Linked DNA regions of Mus musculus: region 1 is linked to region 2. Evidence: chromatin contacts called from public HiCAR-type data. All regions are on one chromosome and are shown on one strand. The core of a region is the stretch at or near the end of the contact, and the rest is flanking DNA. Distances in the headings are between cores, read along the strand shown. Region 1 has its middle 150 kb from the start of Gm36561. Region 2 has its middle 12 kb from the start of Gm36561.

Region 1 (5,839 bases), core at 1,813-4,312, 160 kb after region 2:
GTGCGTGTGCGTGTGTGTGAAGTTGGTTCTCTTTCTACCATGTGGGCTCTAGGCATGAAGCTCAGGTTGTCAAGCTTGCACAGCAGGCCTCTTTACCACTGAGCCATCTCTCCAGTCCTTTATTTGCTCCTTAATCTCTTATAATAAAAATTCATATCATATGATTCCTGAGCTTACTCATAACTTAAGGTCAGCTTTCTTTGACCAACATTAATCACCCAACCCCCTCCCATGCCCCACAAGCTCCTAGGAACCCAATGTCACTCTATTTCTATGAATTTAGATTTTTTAAAAGAGTCTAGTATGGATTAGATGGTATATTTTTGTGTTCGGTTTATTTCTGTTGGTATATTCTCCAGTTTAATCCAATTTGTTGTATGTATTAGAAGTTTCCATTTTTTTAAGGCAGAATTGCTTATACTTCATAGTCCTTGGGTAATTGCTAATTGATAAATATTACCTAGGGATGAATCAATAGTCAGCTAAAATGAAATTTCCTCTAAAAAGGCTTAAGGCTACTATAGTGGTGGGGGGTTGGGGGAGTAATGGCTTCTCACTGAGGTTCCCAACCTATGTGAATTCATGAACTGAGGCTTTCAAATGAAGTTTCAGACTCTGGAGGGAGGCGACTGCCCTAGACCAGTTGTCTATTCTTCCAGGAAACCTTTTAAATTTCTCACAAAGAAACTCAAATTAATTTATCAGAGATGTGCCCTGGATGTGGGGGGACCTCAGCATGCTTCAGAGGCACCTGGCCCCTCTAAGCTGCCAGATTCCTACAATCCTACTCTACACTCCACCAATAGAAACGAGGGTCTATTGAGAACAGGTTAGAGAATGTTTCAAAGCTCTAGTCAATTGGAAACGCTGAGATAGCTTGTCCCGTGTTCTAAGTATTTCATAAGACTAGTGTCCTAGCTACACAGCTGCATCCCTGTCTTTGTCTCTGATAAAATCCACGGCAGAATTTAGTGTCATCTCTTGAAAGATTCAGAAATTGGTGCTGTTCCCCATTTAGGCTAAATGCTCAGCTTGGGCACAGTGTTTGTGGATCTAGGAGAATAATTTGAAATTATGAAATGAATAATATTGTGGCTTCTATGGCAGTGGCTTTTTTGGATATAATCTCTGTGTGTTTGCTTATGTGTCTTTTTGACAGAGAGCCTTCCTATTTTGTACTGGCTTCCATGAAGCTCATTATATATCCCAGGTACCTAAAACTTGTCATTCCCCCTGCCTCAGCCTCCCCGTTGCTGGAATTTTTACAGTATGCAAACATATCTACCTTGTATGAGTATGTATGCACAAGCCCAGGCACGAGAAAGCAATCATTAACCAGACAGGTGCTGTTTCCTTAGCACTGATTCAGGGCAAGGAGTGCTGGTGTCGTGCTTGCTTCCCTACAGGGCCAGCACTGAGCCTTTGCCTTTTTTCCCTCAGAACTCTGCCCTGTCTTTAGTCCTTGGGGTGAGTGCCCCACAGAGGTCTGGATGCCTTGACAATTTCACACTCTACCGCACTGGCCTACTATGTGTATCTTGTTTTGCTAAACAGAGCACATGTGCATGAAGCAATAGGATTTCAGATACTTCCTGATAGGGAACTTTAGCATGGGGGACAAACTGGGTAAAATACAAATCCATGGTCCTGAGGTATGGAAAATTTGACTGTTCCCCACTGCACTAGTCAATTGCTGGGATAAAGTACCTGACAGAATCAAGTTGAGGAAGGAAGGGAGAGTCTACGTTGGCCACAGACTGAGGGTACAATCTATCATGACCCCAGTGTGGCTATACTTGCAGCAGCAGAGGCACGAGGCAGCTCTCAGATCATGTCTGCAGTCAGCAAGTAGAGTGCTGTGTCTGATGCTCCACTATCTTTTTCAGGGAACCTAGCCCATGGGAAGACACCACCCACACTCAGAGCGTGTCATCCGACCTTAGTAGAACCTCTATGGAAGCACTCTAATGGACTAGCCCAGACGTGTCTTCTGGGAGACACTAAATGCTGTCTAGACAATAATCAAGATTAACCATCATAACCATTGAAAGTGAAAACACACACACACACACCCAAAAAAGAAAGTGAAAACACACAGCACTGAATGGTTTTATTATTATTGTTATTATTATTATTTCATTTTCTGTTTCTGAGGCAGCACAAGCCAAATTTGAACATGCTTTGTTAATGTCCCAAAGGATCTTCAGAAGAGCTGGAAATGTGTCCTTGATGGCTACAGACGGGTTTCCTTCAGAGGGGAGGGGAGAGACACTTAAAATTCAAAGGTAGACAACTCAGGAAGTTCCTGAAAGTTACAAGACTCAAAGGTTCCTCCCCGAGGTTATAGAAGCAGTAAGGACCTCCAGAGAGAGCAGACTCTCTGACTAGCAGACCTGCCTGCAAATTGTGCACAGAGCTAAGGAGAGGGAGCTCCTGTGAGTTACCTGCACTGGGGTGACTCACTAACACAGGTGCCTTAGAGTCACCTTGTTGTTAGAAGAAACTGATCACGTGTACGTAGCCCCAGTAAACTCTGGTTCGCTAAACTACTCTTGGATGGACTAGTTTCTTGGGTCTACTGTCATTGCTCCTTTTGGGATATACAGGTCACTTTAACTTCTCCCCAGTAAAAGTAACAGACAGAGTGCTCTTTGGCACTGTGCATTGTGACACTCGACTTTCTGGGTAGCAGGCACTTTCTATACTTACTATCCCTGGTACCTGTTTTCCTTCCCATTTCTTAGACAGTTAACTCCCATTGCTCTCTCTCAGCCCTTGCTTGGTTCCCTGACTAGATGCCTAGTGGTACAAAGCCTGTGGAGGCCTGCACTTCATACCGTCAGGACGGGCAGAGACCCACAAGAAGGAAAATCAGAGAAGCAGAGAAAGCATACTGGTGGTATCAGGAGGGAGTAGAGTGGGGGAGCCGTGGGGTGGAGAAGATGTGGGGGCAGAGAAACTGTCTGCGATAGACAGAGCTTTGAAGAACCCTGAGGCTGGGAAGAATTCTCCAAGCTTTGCTGCACAGCGTGACCTTGGCCTCTCACAAAAGGCTGCAGTGAAGTCCTGGCTGCTTTCAGTTCCTGCTGGATAGCACTGTGGGCACCTGATACTGCAGAAAATAGCCCACTGAGTGTGACAAGCCTTAAAGACACAGATGCCTCTGGCGACAGTAAACATAAACAAATTAAAGACAAATGAAGGGGCAGTGGCTAGCTCATTTTCCAGACTCACGTTCAGGCTAAACATAGTTAGCCAAAGAAAATTTGTCTGGAAATCTGAGTGTCTGAGAACGCACCAACAATGAAACTGCTGAGGGCCACCAAAAGGCAGCAAATGAGTAATTATTTGTGAATGCACTCAATTAAGGAGAAGCTGTAACACTAGGAGAAAGCATAATAGTTCATTCTGGATGTCTGTTCAGTGTGTAATTTTGAATGAGTTTAGATTAAGTTATAATCACGCATTCAAACATGGGATAAATATACACAATCCATTTCCTTCCTCTTTAAAGTGCTATTTTAAGAATATGGTATTTTACCATGTTACAGCAATGATATCAGTAATGCTATATCTTTAACATTGTCCACCGAGCCCAAATTGGGGGGGGGGTAGGTTCCCTTGAGGGGGGACCCTGCTATGGCTGTCTTTCAGTTCTTAAGAAATTCCATGTTGTGAAGAAAGTCCAGGAGAGTCATTTCTATTTATTAATTCTTAATTCTCTTCAGGAAAGATGTGCCCGTATTTTCCGAGTAACAAAAGTCTTATTAGTAAAGAGTGAAAAAAAAAAGTCATCAGAAAGGAAATTTTATGTACATTTTCCTATTTCAAGCACACTCTACCCTTGGCCTGAAACTATATGTACTTCAGCAGTTACGAAAACCACCTGTTCTTCCAGAGGAGCTGTGTTCAATTCCTACCACCCACAGGGTGATAGACAACTAACGCCAGTCCTAGGAAATCTGATGCCCACTGCTGGTCTCTGTGGGCACTAGGCACATACATGGTACACAGGCATACATGTAGGCAGCACTTCTAAACTCATAAAATAAAATAATTTAAAGGGAGTATACTCTTCGTAAAAACTGTATTTCCTTTGGGGTTACTATAGTTACCACCAACAATGGTTACTCAGGGAAAAAATACCATGATGGCTCGTCCTACATCCAGAGAACCTGAATGCCCAGCCCTGAGGAATTCCCCAAAGTGCCCAACTGTACACAGTGCCGCCAGGCACAGAGCAATTGAAAGTGTCTAGCACCTCCTTTCCCCAGGTTCATACTAGTCTCTTGGTTGGACTCTAATGCAAATGTAGATATGAGCAGTAGGTTGAGTGCAGGGTAAGTCTGAAGTAGCAGGGCTCAGCATGAAGAAGCCTCTGCAGATCTTTGGTGGCATCCACCATAGAAAGTGTCAAAATGGACCTCAGCCTAGAACCACGGAGAGGCCTTAAACAGATCTGAGCTGCTGATGCCACACCACGTGTGGGACTGTGATGTTAAAAGTCTACGGTTCAGATAAATTAATAAAACATCTATATGCAGTTAGTGAGGCATAAAAAGGAGAGAAGAAAAATTCTTATTACCTTACTAGCAGCTAAACGGGGGGGGGGGGGGGGGGGGGGGGCTAAGCCCTAGCCAAGACGATCCTCAAGCCTTAGATACTTTTTTTGTAGTGAAAGGTAGGTGAATTTTACAGACCACTCTAACTGATGAAAAGCGCCACCATCAGAGAATTATTTGGCTTGACTAAGGGACAGTTTCCTTTTATGTAAGATGAAAGTAATGCAACGTACCTCCTTGGGTTCTTGGGATGGTTAAATGTCAGTGTTTATAAAGCCCTTGGTGTTGCCTAATAAAATATATGGCTTCCGTTTGTACATAGGCAGATATAAAGAAGTGCACCGCAGGCTCCCCAGACACTTCCTGGATATCACACATTTATATAAAATCAGCCCAAAGAGAGAGATCGCAAAGCCAGAAACCTTGTCTGAAAATGCTTTAAAATGAGTTTGGAAAACTTTGGAATGTGTAAGTTTGAATCTTGGAAATTCACTCTCTACTACATGTGTCTTGGACAATGAGCATTAGCGTCGTAGACTATAATTTAAATTTGGATCATAAATTAAATTATTAGAAAAGTAACAATTAAAATACATTTTCTACAAAGCTGCCCACTAGACTAGTCTCTGCTAGAAACACAGATTTAAAATTCAAGCTTGTTTTCCCATAATAACTACTATACTCACTATAAGACTAATCATTACTGTAATGTGTGTATTTTGGGCAAATGGGATCTTAATAAGCAAACCCAGATAGCTCTCACCTTTGTTCAGTGGGTGTTAAAACTTCCAGTCTGTTTTGTTCTAGCTCATGTTGATTCTCAGTCCGTTGATCGAATGGGTCCTCCAGGGCCTTCATTCTTTCCTGACCGTGGACTTCTAATCTGCACATGCCGCATTGTAGTGAGAATTGCCTTGGAGACACATAAATAGCTACCGCATGGGAAACCAGGGGAACAAATGCTCCACTTGCTAGCTAGCATGCCAGCATGCTGGGATAAAGCTCTTCTATAGAAAAGTAACAATTCAGGCGTGCCAAAGAGTTCACAATCTCCACGGAGCAAAGTACCCCTCGACACGGAATGCAGACCTCAACACCTGCTGCCTGAAATACTAATGGACAGGGTGCCCTGGCTTCCTTCCCACAGCCTTGAAAGCAAGGCCTCAGCTGCTGTGCAATGCGGTTGAGGAGGAAAATAACTGAGACTCTGTCTAGTCTGAAGTCAACTGAGCATCATCCCGGGAGCTGGTATCAGGAGCTTGTGTTGACCAGGAGTT
Region 2 (6,086 bases), core at 2,506-5,005:
TCTAGGTCAGGACTCCTTTGTGATCTATGGATCCACTTAGCAGTGTTGGCTTTTCCCCTAGGGCCTATGACATAGCTAGCTACAGGTTACTGCCCCCTTTTACAGTGCCAGATATGGGTTCCGTCTAAACAGGCCTTTCCTGATCCAACAGAGACAGAGTGGTTATTCCTAAAGCATTTCTGCCACTATTGGACCAGTGGGTGTATCTCATTGAAAACAACTCCTGATTTATTGTTACACCCATAGGTCAGAGCATCCCTTAACCATCATCAGAGGAGCTGCTCACAGGAGATGGTAGGAGATGCAAGACTCCCAAGTGGCCATTGTGTAGACAATAAGAAACCGTGGAGAGTTTAGTCCCAAATGGGACATATAAACACATCCCTCCCAGTAAAGCTTTCAGAAAGAGGGGATGGAAGTATCGTAAGTACAAGAGGTGTTGGATAGCATCAGAGAAACAGGGTTTTCCAAACACAATAGGACAATTGAACACGGCAATCGTGACAGAATGCACAAGACCCGTGTAAGCCCCAGTCAGACAAAATCCCAGCGTAGAATGGAAAAGATGAGCAAACCCCCCACGATTAACCAGAGCCTGATAAGATGCTTGTAGGATCAGAAGAGTCAATTTTCTCTAATGACGTAAGTTCTTGTGGGCCAATCACATACCACGGCTGGTCTCACTCCTGAGATTAGCTGAGCAACAGAAACTGGCCTTGTTGGATGTTTTGGGGAGAAGAAATATCAAAGTGGTGTGGGATGGGAGGAAAAGGCTGATGATGGGAAGAGCTGAGGAAGAGGAGGGAAACAAATATGTCACATAAAACTCATAAAATGCATCAGAATAAAGCTATTAAAAATTAAACAAACAAAAAAGAAAGGTATACAAACCCTGCATGTCGTGACCATTGTTGTGAGATCCACAATCCCTCAGCTCTCAGAGCCTCCTGGAGGTTGACCTCTGCTGATCCCTGAGGCCGAGCCTTCCTTCAAGACCAACGCTAATCTTCAATATATAAAATTCTATCTAAATAAATTTGAAAGCTACCCAGTATTCACTGTCTCTGTTTTCTTCTGGTCTTCTTACCTGACTGACTCTGTCTTTCTCTGCACTCTGTGTCCTCCCAGACTTTCCTGACTCGCCACTGTGAACTTGCCACACACACTTCCTTTGTGTGTTAAATGCTCGAGGGGCACACACCTCTGCCATAAACATTCCGCACTCCCGTGATCCTTATCCCTCTGGGAAAGCGCAAGCGTCCCTCAGCATCTGTCCCTGGGTTGTTAGTCCTTTGCGTGTACACCTGTTTACAAAGCACCATGAATGGACCAGGTGGACCGTGTTGGGCAAAGTCACGGTAAAGATAAAGTCTTGAGCCTGTGAATGTACAACTTGGTGATGAAGGCAGACAGAAAAAACTAACCATTAGCAAATTACAGAAAAATAAATGTCAATTGTATAATGTAATTTTAAAACTACAGGGTGTAGGTGAAGCCCTGATCAAATGTATTGCTATGTCAAGGGGGACGTGCCTCGGACCCGTGAGCATGGCCATTTCAAGAGATAAGCACCTAAGACCCATGAGCAAGGACATGTCATAAGACAGGTGCCTCAGACCCATGAGCAAGGACATGTCAAGGGACAGGTGCCTCAGACCTGTGAACATGGCTATGTCAAAGGACGGGTGCCTCAGACTCATGGAGTGGCAGAGCCTTCCTCAGGGGTGAGTATGAGTGTTGATAGTGTATGCAGAAAATCTCCACCACAGCTTTCTCACCTCAGATGTTACAGCCTGAAGACTGCTCCCCTATAGAGACAGCTCCTACCCAGATTAGACAAGCCTGCCTCCTTGTTTAGCATTTATAATAGCTCCAGCTTCCTGTTCCATTGCATACAATAAAGCAGGAAGTGTGGCTTCTCCATCAGAAAGCCCAAACCACTTGATCCCAACTTCTCTATGTCTGTGATTTCTTCATTCTCTTGTAGCCGTATTGTCAGGATTCTGGGAGCCAGGCCATGCAAAGCCATGGCAAAAAAAACCATAATTATAAGGTGCTCTCAGCAGCTTATAATTTTTGACACAACTGCTCAGTCACACAAGTTCTTCCATGCATCCATCCCAGCTGCATGCAGTCTCAGGAGGCGCTAGAGTATGGAAGTGTTGACTGAATGGAAGAATCCATTTATGCAGCTTCTGGGATCTTACATGCGTTCTCGAGACCGGCCAGGAAGAACGCAACAAACCGGAATCTTCTGCGGCAAAAGCTTTATTGCTTACATCTTTAGGAGCCAGAGAGCAAGAGAGCAAGAGCAAGAGCTCTATTGCTTACATCTTTAGGAGCCAGAGCGCAAGAGAGCAAGAGCGCAAGAGAGAGAGCAAGAGCTCTATTGCTTACATCTTTAGGAGCCAGAGCGCAAGAGAGCAAGAGAGCAAGAGAGAGAATGGCAAAACCCCGTCCCTTTTAAGGAGAATTATCCTCCGCCTAGGACGTGTCACTCCCTGATTGGCTGCAGCCCATTGGCTGAGTTGTCGTCACGGGGAAGGCAGAGCACATGGGGTAGAGAACTACCCTTGGCACATGCGCAGATTATTTGTTTACCACTTAGAACACAGGATGTCAGCGCCATCTTGTAACGGCGAATGTGAGGGCGGCTCCCAACACTGGGAGACTGTGACCCCTGCTTGGGTGGGACTCTTTGGTGATGCACCTGTTTTAGAATCATTTTAGAAAGCAACCTTTCACACATGTTCCTGTATGTAAGCAAAAATAAAAATGTCATGGGTTCACCAAGCTGGACTTATATAAATAATTTCCTTGTTCTCTCATGGGTCCCTACCTTGGGTGAATAGAAGGCACTGATAGAGAATAGGATGACTAAGTTACAGGGTCAAGGAACAGGGTGGTATTTTCAGACACTAACAAAGCTACATGCATGACCAGCAACAACACATTATTGGGAGATGATCCATGGGAAGTTGCCCAGTGTTGGTTAAAAGAGCAAAAGTGAGGGAAAGCAAGAATCGCCAATGAGAACAGAGGACAGAAACTCGATGTCAACAGAGGAAGGCTAGGGTATGGCACCTAAGAGGTGAGCTATGAGGACATCTGGCCCCATGAGTTCTTCAGATATAACCTTAAGGTAAAGAGCTGAAATAAAACGATTCCCTGAGAGGAAAATTAGACCAAACCCCCCAGAGAGGGAGAGGAAAATCAGACCAAGCCCCCCTGAGAGGAAAAGTGAGAGCATGGAACCAGGCGGCAGATGGAGAGACCACACCCAACCGTAAGACAATGCCAGAGTCTGATCGACTGTTCATGCAGGCTGCTCAGTCTTCATGGGCCTGTGACATCATCAAACTATCCAGGTGCACACAAGTACACATGCAAGGAAGAGAGCCATGCCCAGAGTATTAGTGTCCTCTGAGATTAAGACATACCAAATACTTAACAGATATACATCTTGCTTTTACCTGGAGAAACTGCTTCTTTGGGAAGCAGGCCATACCTGAGAATAAATTTTTGGAAGCCTGAAAACTGAGCGCAAAAAGAAAGTATAACTTTTAGTGAATAGGACACTATTTACTTAGTGAATATAAAACAGCCACATTTTTAGAAAACATGATCGTCTAAGTGAATTCCTTAGCTTGGCCACTAGATGGCAACATTCTTTCAAAATTGTTTTATATCTACCTTTAACTTATTATATTGGATTTTTAATTACCACAGAGGGGCAGAGTTTGATGGCATTTTCACTCCTTCCCTCACCCCTGCACCATCTCCCATGCCTGTGCCATGTGTGCCCCACCCATCCCAGGCCCCTCCCTTTTGCTATTTCATCACAAGGGTCCCTTTCCCTTTTTCTAGCTTAGATGCTAGGATCCACATACGAGAAAGAATATGCAGTTTTTGTCTCTCTGAGCCCAAGTTGGCTCATGAATATACTTTTCAAACCTCATGGAATAAAACTAGCAAGGATTACCACCCCCTCCCAACATACGCATGCACAAATACATAAGAACTTGGAGATTGTCAATGCATTTTTGAATGAACACTGGGTGAGTCATTGAAGAAATTAAAGAGACCAATTAAACATTCTTAGAATCAAGTGGGAATGAGGTCACTGCCTACCAGAAACTCTGGGACACAGCCAAGGCAGTCAAGAACAAAGTTTGTAACTATAACCACTTTTCTCAAATATTAGAGAGCTCAAATGTAAATAAACCAATGAGCTCAAATAAGTACCCCAAAGCTCCAGAAAAAAAAAATGAAGCCAAACCCAAGCCAACAGTAGACATCAATCATGATTTAGACCAAACAAAACAGAAAGAGAAAGTAGAGCTTCTAGACCAACCAAATGAGAAGTTGGATTTTGGAAAGATTAAAAGAATTTCGGATTGCCAACTCCCTAGCTGAGAGGGGGCAGGCAGAGAGAGAGAGAGAGAGAGAGAGAGAGAGAGAGAGAGAGAGAAATAGAGAATAGATGATTGATAGAAAGATAAATGGATAGATGGATGATAGATAGATAGATAGATAGATAGATAGATAGATAGATAGATATAGGTATAGATTGATTGATAGACAGTCAGATAGATATGATAGATGAATGGATGGATGGATGGATGGATGGATGGATGGATGGATGGATGGTGTGATAGTCCATATAACAGTGAGCCCCAACAGGCTCATAGGCTTGAAGGCTTGGTCACCAGGGAGTGGTACTATTTGAAAGGATTAGGGGCTGTGACTTTGTTGGAGGAAGCCTGTTGCTGGTGGTGGGCTCTGAGGTTTCCAATAGCTCATTCTGAGCCTCGTGGCTACTTCTCTTCCTGATGCCCGTGAATCTAGAAGTAGAACTCTCAACTACTGCTTCAGCACTGCGCTGTCTGCACACTGCTGTGCTCCTGACATGATGAAAATGGACTAAACAACCTCCTTTTAGAAGAGTTGTCATGGTCATGGTATCTTTTCAGAGCAACAGAACACTAAGCAGACAGACCAGAGAGAGAAAAGAACCCATATAAATAAAATAGTACACAGAGGGAAGCTGTTATATAGATTTCATTGAGATCCAGAACATCATTTGTAATGCTTTCAGAATATAATCAACATACTGGACAAAATCTAGAAGTTATAAAGGTTTAAATGCTTATGACTACCAAATGTAAAGTTATAAGACATGAACAATTTAAAAAGACTTGAGACAATCCACAGAACAAAATAGGAGTTAAATTTTTCTTAACAAAGAAAGGCTCAGGGATGGCTGTTCACGGGTAAGTTCTACCAGAGTGAAAAGGAAGATGTAATGCCAGCATTTTGTAAACTGATCCACAAAAGAGAAAGGCACAGGACATTAGCAAACTTCTTACAAAGTCAGGACTGCCCTGATTTCAAAATCAGATAAAGTCATACAAAGGCATACAAACACACACACACACACACACACACACACACACACACACACACTTGACCGACTTCTCTAACAAATATAGAAAAATTCTCAAACAAATAAAGAAAAATCCTCAATAAAATACTTGCAAACTAAATTGGAGAACACATGAAAGACAAATGCTATGAACAAGTTGGTTTCATTTGTAGCTGCCAGGGGCCATGGTTTCCTGGGTTCCTGAAAGGAAAGCTGGGGATGGATGGGAAGGATGGCGAGAGAAATAACGAGCCAAGACAAAGTTCTCTGATCAAGGCTCAATGTTTTAATTCTAGGGTCTGAATTTAAAGGGGGGAGACCCATCCATCCCACATTATGCCAGGAACTCCTCAGGAAAATGAGCCCAGGCTGCTCAGCAGGTGGTGGCTTCTTGCAGGAAGCTGCAGATGTGGCAGACAATAGACTTTACCTAGGTCGGAAGACTCCACTCTAGGTGAGCTAGCAACTGTGGCAAACAAGATCTGAGCCTGTCTGCTCAGTGCTGGGGGAGGGCACATGCATCCTAGGAAAGCAAAGTTGTCCAATATATACAATTCAGTAAATAAATCAGAAATCACAGGATCATGCCTATAGTTGTAGAAAAAGCATTTGAGAAAGTTCAACATACCTCGATGATCGAAGACTCAAATAAACTGGGATT

The links. HiCAR-type assays count read pairs that join an accessible place to other places.
Region 1: a HiCAR-type map of astrocytes shows a contact between it and region 2, with 2.4 times the contacts expected there. The contact joins two enhancer-like sites. A contact is called at or near these places in 2 of 15 datasets of contacts at CTCF or cohesin (both in the NIH/3T3 cell line), 3 of 115 datasets of contacts at active chromatin or transcription factors (astrocytes and embryonic stem cells) and 1 of 9 other capture datasets (embryonic tail).

The regions. Positions count from the first base shown.
Region 1 is chr1:189,182,364-189,188,202 of GRCm38.p6, forward strand. No RefSeq gene overlaps it. Among named protein-coding and RNA genes, the nearest start is that of Gm36561, 150 kb to the left of the region's middle. RefSeq lists an enhancer at 4,911-5,839. Within about 2 kb of position 3,063, at least 33 of the 459 cell types and tissues checked have an H3K27ac peak or open chromatin away from gene starts, as enhancers often do. A contact at or near this core is called in astrocytes, where this site is marked.
Region 2 is chr1:189,019,791-189,025,876 of GRCm38.p6, forward strand. No RefSeq gene overlaps it. Among named protein-coding and RNA genes, the nearest start is that of Gm36561, 12 kb to the right of the region's middle. Within about 2 kb of position 3,756, at least 5 of the 459 cell types and tissues checked have an H3K27ac peak or open chromatin away from gene starts, as enhancers often do. A contact at or near this core is called in astrocytes, where this site is marked.